Linked DNA regions of Gossypium hirsutum: region 2 is linked to region 1. The links are chromatin contacts, called in public Hi-C maps. All regions are on one chromosome and are shown on one strand. Each heading gives the region's core, a stretch centred on a gene start, on an enhancer-like site or on the middle of the called end of the contact. The rest is flanking DNA. Distances are from core to core; before and after follow the strand shown. Region 1 holds the start of LOC107915681 (thylakoid lumenal 19 kDa protein, chloroplastic). Region 2 holds the start of LOC107915783 (carotenoid 9,10(9',10')-cleavage dioxygenase 1).

The links. Hi-C and Micro-C count contacts between places; a contact is called where the count stands out from the background.
Region 2: a Hi-C map of leaf shows a contact between it and region 1, with 1.9 times the contacts expected there. The contact joins the promoter of LOC107915783 here to the promoter of LOC107915681 in region 1. A contact is called at or near these places in 2 of 34 Hi-C or Micro-C datasets (both in leaf).

Annotation. Positions count from the first base shown.
Region 1 is chrD08:7,072,187-7,075,470 of Gossypium_hirsutum_v2.1, reverse strand. It overlaps LOC107915681 (thylakoid lumenal 19 kDa protein, chloroplastic), which reads right to left and starts at 1,896. Exons shown (of 1, transcript XM_016844813.2): 1 at 930-1,896. The coding sequence starts at 1,760. The coding sequence ends at 1,056. LOC107915677 (chaperone protein dnaJ GFA2, mitochondrial) reads right to left here. Exons shown (of 18, transcript XM_016844808.2): 17 at 2,828-2,894; 18 at 2,333-2,718. The coding sequence ends at 2,625.
Region 2 is chrD08:7,235,972-7,239,048 of Gossypium_hirsutum_v2.1, reverse strand. LOC107915783 (carotenoid 9,10(9',10')-cleavage dioxygenase 1) reads left to right here and starts at 1,594. Exons shown (of 14, transcript XM_041099721.1): 1 at 1,594-1,894; 2 at 2,036-2,106; 3 at 2,216-2,230; 4 at 2,460-2,571; 5 at 2,815-2,914. The coding sequence starts at 1,652.

The DNA of each region.
Region 1 (3,284 bases), core at 647-3,146:
ATCGTTCACTGAGCGAGATTCTGCGGAGTAAGATTGGTGAATTCAAACCGCATTAACAAATCTCTTGTGTTTGTTTCTTTCATTTTCTTATTTTGTTTAGTACTTGTGTTTTATTTAAACTCGTGTTGAAAGATCTATTTAAACAATATCTGTCTGAACACTTGACTGAGAATTGGAAAAAGAGCGAACCAAAGGTTCTTCCATGTATCTTAAACAAATTAGAAAACTATTGATGGTTGAGCCTGCCATGACATTAAACTTGAATCGCTGCTCATTGCTCATGGAAAACATGTTTCATCGTCCTGCCTTTCGAAGATTATTGCTAGATTATAAGTTGCCTCTGTTATGAGGGTTGGGCCTGTTCGCTTCTACGAGTTTTTATATTTGTTTGTTTTTGTTTGGATTTGAATCAATCTAGTCTAATGGTTTCTATTGTTTTGGCCAATTGATCGTTTGTGGGGGTTCATCTATGAACCTTTGTTTATCTTCGTTCTTGAATCTGAATGCCAAATGAATGAATGACTATTCATCTTGAAAAGAATATGATATCAGTTTGGGTTTATATTAGACAATATAACATCAAACTTAAAATTAGTTACTTGGGGGATTATTACACATTTCACTTAAAGACGAAATGGGTAATTAATTAGGTAATATTACACATTTCTTTCAGGTGCTCAACAGCTTTGACAGTGAAAACTATGGTGTATGTCCATGAATGCTGAATTCTTCCAGGTGTTGTGCACTAGTATAATTGTAAGTAACATATACAAGTCATAATGTTGTTCTTTAATGGGGAGCTCGCATAAAAGAAAATTGTACTCAGTTCTGGTCTATTGTGAACAAAACTTAAGGCTAAATTATGCTTATCCAGACAAGATTATGTTGCAATACAAAAAAGGAAGGTAGAGCAACAAACAAAATATATATATAAAAAGAGTAAAATGGCTTTGCTTATATATAAAAATGGCATTGCCTCATACATATATATAAAAAGAGACGGAGAAGGAGAGGGAGGGAGAGAAAGGCTCAAAAAGACTAAAGACAAGAGTGAATTACGATGATCCAACAGTCTTGAAGGATTCATGAATGTGCCTTAAGGTGTCCTCATCGCGTTTCCACTCAGGCGCCGGTGCATTGACAAAATGAGCATAAAGCTTGTTCTTTGCGCAAGTGACTGCAATCAAACTATGCTTACCAATTCCGTCAATCTCGTACACATAATAAAGCTGTCCATTCTCGTCTTTCTTCTCCTCGGAGACCAAGCTGTCGGCCCCGGCAATCAAATCCTGCAACTCGACGTCTGATAATGCCAAGTTGTTCAAAATCACGTCTTTTGGGGCTAATTGCCTGAACCCAGCCAAGAATGTTAAGTACTCTTTCTCTTGTCTTTTCTTGGGGTTGTAGAATTCGCTGTCCGTCCCGTTGGTGCCCTTTTCAACTTTGGAAACTAAACGCTCTTTCCATCCGTCGGGGACATCGTAGACGTACTCAGCGGAGGCTTTCTTGTCGGAGTTTCCACCGTAGCCTCCGTAGTTGGCGGCACTGGCGGCGGTTCCGTAGTAGACGTTGTATGCATCAGAGGCAATGGAGGAGGGAGGGGAGGTTAGGAGTAAGGTGGTGGTGGCTAAAGCGGTGGTTAGAGCGGTGGTAAGAGGCTTGGGGAAGAAGAGGAGCGGCGGCTTCAGATAAGGGGTTTTAGGATTGGCGGTGGAGGAAGAGAGAATGGAGGGAGATGGAGAAGAGGTTAGGGTTGCCATGGGAATTGGAGAGATGAGTGGTTCTCTTTTCGTCTTTAAAGCTTATAAACTGATTTATCTGTCCCAAGATTGTCCTTATCCCAACTTTTGTTTTAATTTTCTTATTTTACATATTTTTATTTCTTTAGTTCAAATATGATTATGCAACTTGAGAAAGTAATTTGTAATATACCTACGGATCTCGTCATCCACCTATCACCAACTTAATCCAATTATTATTCTTTTAATAACTCCTAAACTTGTCTAAAATGAATTAATAATTACATAATGCTAGACATCCGATTTCCATATTCTTGTTTCTTTTAATATACAATATTTTGTTTTTACATATTATTACTTAGAATTACTTAAAATCCTTCTCGCCTGGTAGAAAAATCTTTTTACTTGTCATCCAATTACTTCTTCGTGGGTTATAGTGCACTGCATAAATCAAGCCCATTACCACAGGCTGCCAAGGGTTCAAATAATGCTGCTTTCTCAACCTATACTTCCGACGGCTTCACCCACCATCATTGTATATGGAAAGAAACTAAAAACAATACAAGCGGCTGTGTATATAAATTGACAACTACTTTCTCCCAATACCTAAGGTCAATGCTATCATTAAACTTTCAGCATACCACTCAGAAATCCGCCATAATACAGCAGTGGCATCTTGTATGTTATGCCTGAACAAATCATATACAATATCACCCATTGGTCTCAAAATGATGGTTCACTGTCATCGTTTGAGTGAAAAAAATAACACATACGATATATGAAAAGCAAATCCAAAATTTGTGCTATTTCTAGTAATAATATCCAACGTCTTTATCTTCGTGATAAAACCCAGCAAAAAAACTGACGGTCATTCTGGTCTCCTCTTCAGCCAGCTGCCCCAGCAGCACGCTTATCACTTTCACCTTGCTCCTCTCTAGCAAACTCTTCTATTAATTCCCGTTGTCTTCCCGTCAGATTCCTGTACATAAATCAAGTAAATTTGCTTTCAACTGTGAATATGCTCCTAGAAACATGGATTTCGATGGACGATGGAACAACTTCAGAAATTTTTGGCATATAAAACTTACTTTGGGATGCTAACATTGAAATGCACATATTGATCACCAAATGAGTACGAGTTCCTTGTTTTAATTCCTGTTGACAAACATACACAAATATATCGAAGATAATGCAAGTTAAATCAAAGACAGTTACGAGAGGAAGAGGGATTCAATTGCACGTGAAAAAGAAGACCAACAGATTTCAAATTTTAGATATATGAAAGAAGGTCCAGGGCCTAGAATTTAGAGTTTCGAGTTTTTAGTGTTCTCATTTTTACTGATCAATGAAATTAAATAACAGAATTCAACTCAAGCAAATTAAAATAGAATAAAATAAAGTTACCTATAAAGAAAAGAGAAAATGAAAATTGTAATCCCAGACTTTCAAAGGACAAAACTAGAAAATTTTATGCATTCAAATAGGTAAAAGCAGTTCCTGAAACATGAAAAAATGAATACACATACACTCAGGCATTTGAACCAA
Region 2 (3,077 bases), core at 345-2,844, 160 kb before region 1:
CATGATTGGAATTGTGTTTTGTGAATATTTCGGGAAAGACCTTAGGCATTGTTCATTTAGCCTAGAGTCTAAAAACTTTACCTTTTGCTATATACCACTAGTTCCCATATTTTGAGTCACAAGTATCCTTTTCTTATTAAGTCTTAATATGGAAGCCTTCAGCCTAAATGAGTCGAGAACCCAACCCTTCATTGTCTTGAATGCTAAAACGCACTATGTAATGGACGTTGGGCCATGGACATTGAGGGTTAGGTAGAAACGTTATGTTGATTTCTTGTGTGAAACATATAGAACTTTGCTAAGTCGAGTCATAAAACAAAAGAGAAAAATACAAAAAGAAAAATGACGAGTGAATAAAAGCATTGTGAGGGTTAAAAGCATTGTGAGTGAAAGAGTGCAAAATGTAAAAAAGAGCTTAAACGAAATCAAAGTCGAGCTCGGAAAGAAAATCTTTCATGTCATAATGTATTAGTACTTGTTAGTTTTGTATGTTCTAATATTGCACAATATATTCTAAAATTTTGGAGAAATAAGATAGGTGAGAGAAGAAGGCGAGCTTGTAAATTAATTAGGGACAAATAGGAAAAAATGTCATGTAATTAACCATTTTTAGTGCTTGAAACCAATTTGAGATATCTTTTGTTTGAACTCCGAACCATCCTTAAACCTTAAAACGTTACAAGCCTAGAAGACCTTTGGAACCAGAATAATTCACTAACATAATATTTTTTGAATTGCTTGCATTTGTCCGGATGAATGGCCAATTCATTTTAGATATCTATGAGTAATCCATATAATTCATTTTGATGGATAACACTTGTGCATACATTCATTTTAATTGCCTCTATATTTATTAGTACTTTAACTTATTGAACTAATTGTGTTTGCATTAAGAATATCCCAGTTAGCTAGATATCACTCTTAAGTTACATGTGAGTTAGTTCTCATACAAGTTCAATGTTTTGCCACCATGTGAGCTAATTGTCCAATTTAGTTCAAGGGTAGTCTTTTTGCATGTTTTATATGTTTGCTTGAGGACAAGTAAAGAATTAAGTGTAGGGGAGTTTGATATGTCGTAATTTGATATGCCAAATTAGGCTTCCCCACTATATTTAAGGAGCATCCTTGTGCTATCCAGCCTTTAAAAATTTAACCCTTTGCTTTTATTTTTTTTTTTTTAAAATTAGTATTTCTTTTTATTTAATTTGAAAATTAAATATTAATTGATAACAATATTGATGAATTTTTGTATAATTTAAACTATTCAAAGATTAGATTTAAAAATTAGGTTAATATTGATAAAATATAATCAATTTGAATTAATATTTGATGCATGATGCATCACTAAGTAATTTGAATTCAATTTAGTTATTTTTTTGATTGTGTGATTATTTTATTCATCAATGGTTAATAGGATTATACACCGCCAAGTTCATCAAGTATAAATCCATTAAAATATAGTAGAAGTTAGATTAAATTTTAAAAGTATGAAGAGTACAAGAACCGATATTAGAAATTAGACCAAAATATAATTTAATCTCTAAAATGACGTGGCCCCCTATATACCAACAAGTACCATCCACTTGGATACAATAATTTATGCACACTTCCCCGGTTTCTCCACCACCATCAGTTTCAGAATAGGAGAGAAATGGCGGAGGACAAGGCGAAGCTGGTGAACGATGACGGTGTGGGAGCTGAAAAGGGAATCCTGGAGGTGAAACCCAGCCCCCAAAAAGGTCTAAAATCGACACTGATTGACTGGTTGGAGCAGCTGATAGTTAAGCTTATGTATGATTCTTCTCAGCCTCAACATTATCTATCGGGTAACTTCGGTCCTGCTCCTACCGAAACTCCTCCCACCCATAATCTTCCCGTCAAAGGCCATCTCCCTGTAAGCTGATTTAGCTGAAACTGATTGCTATTTGGATTCACTTAATGAATTAAATAGTTTTACTTTTTGTTTTCCATTGTTTATTATTGTGTGATATTAGTAATATAATATTTTCTGGGAATTTTGTATGTGTTTTTCCAGGAATGTTTGAATGGTGAATTTGTAAGGGTTGGGCCTAACCCCAAGTTTCCTCCTGTTGCTGCATATCACTGGTATGTTTATTTTCAACTCTTCTGTTTTTTTTTCTTGTGAATTAACTTTCATGGTCATCACTTCTAATTCTTTGTTCTTTTTTTTCTTCGTAATTTCTTTGCCTTCCAGGTTTGATGGAGATGGGTATGTTTGCTTCAATTTAACCATTTATATAGCACTACTTCTTTGCTTTAGTTGCCCACTGGTTCTCTGATTAACTGCTTTATGTATTGCTCCAACTATGTGGATGCTTGTCATAGTGCCAATTCAGATCTTGTTCTTTGCTTCTTACCTTTTACTTGATGTGGTTGCACTTGCATGATATGACAGAATTAACATAATGTAACCTGTTTGTTGATTGTGGAATTTATAGAATGATTCATGGTCTGCGCATCAAAGATGGAAAGGCAACATATGTGTCTCGTTTTGTCAAGACATCGCGTCTTAAACAAGAAGAGTTTTTCGGGGGGTCAAAATTTATGAAGGTATATCTTGCAAGTTGCCTTCTTGACACAAAAGGTTGAAATTATTCATTGTAATGTTAGCTAAGTTGTACCGGCTATGTTTTTATTCCACTAAGCTGCTTCTAAGTAGTGGGGCCTTTTGAAAACTAAACAGCAATGACTGACCTGCAGTTAGAAGCTTTAAGTTCAATTTTAACTGTGTAAAACCTCTGTTGCAAATGCTTGGCATGTCGCTATCCTCTTCTTGAATATGATATTTCTCAGGTTGGAGACCTTAAAGGATTATTTGGATTGCTCATGGTCAATATATATAAGCTGAGAGAAAAGGCTAAAGTGTTAGATTTATCATACGGAAATGGAACAGGTAATTTTGTTGAGTCTGTTTCTGCTAAATGCAAAGATAATGCAATGGATTACATGTGATGTTCCAGGTAATTTTGTTGAGTCTGTTTCTGCTAAATGCAAAGATAATGCAATGGATTACATGTGATGTTCCATTAATATACAGTTGCACAAATTTTTTAGAA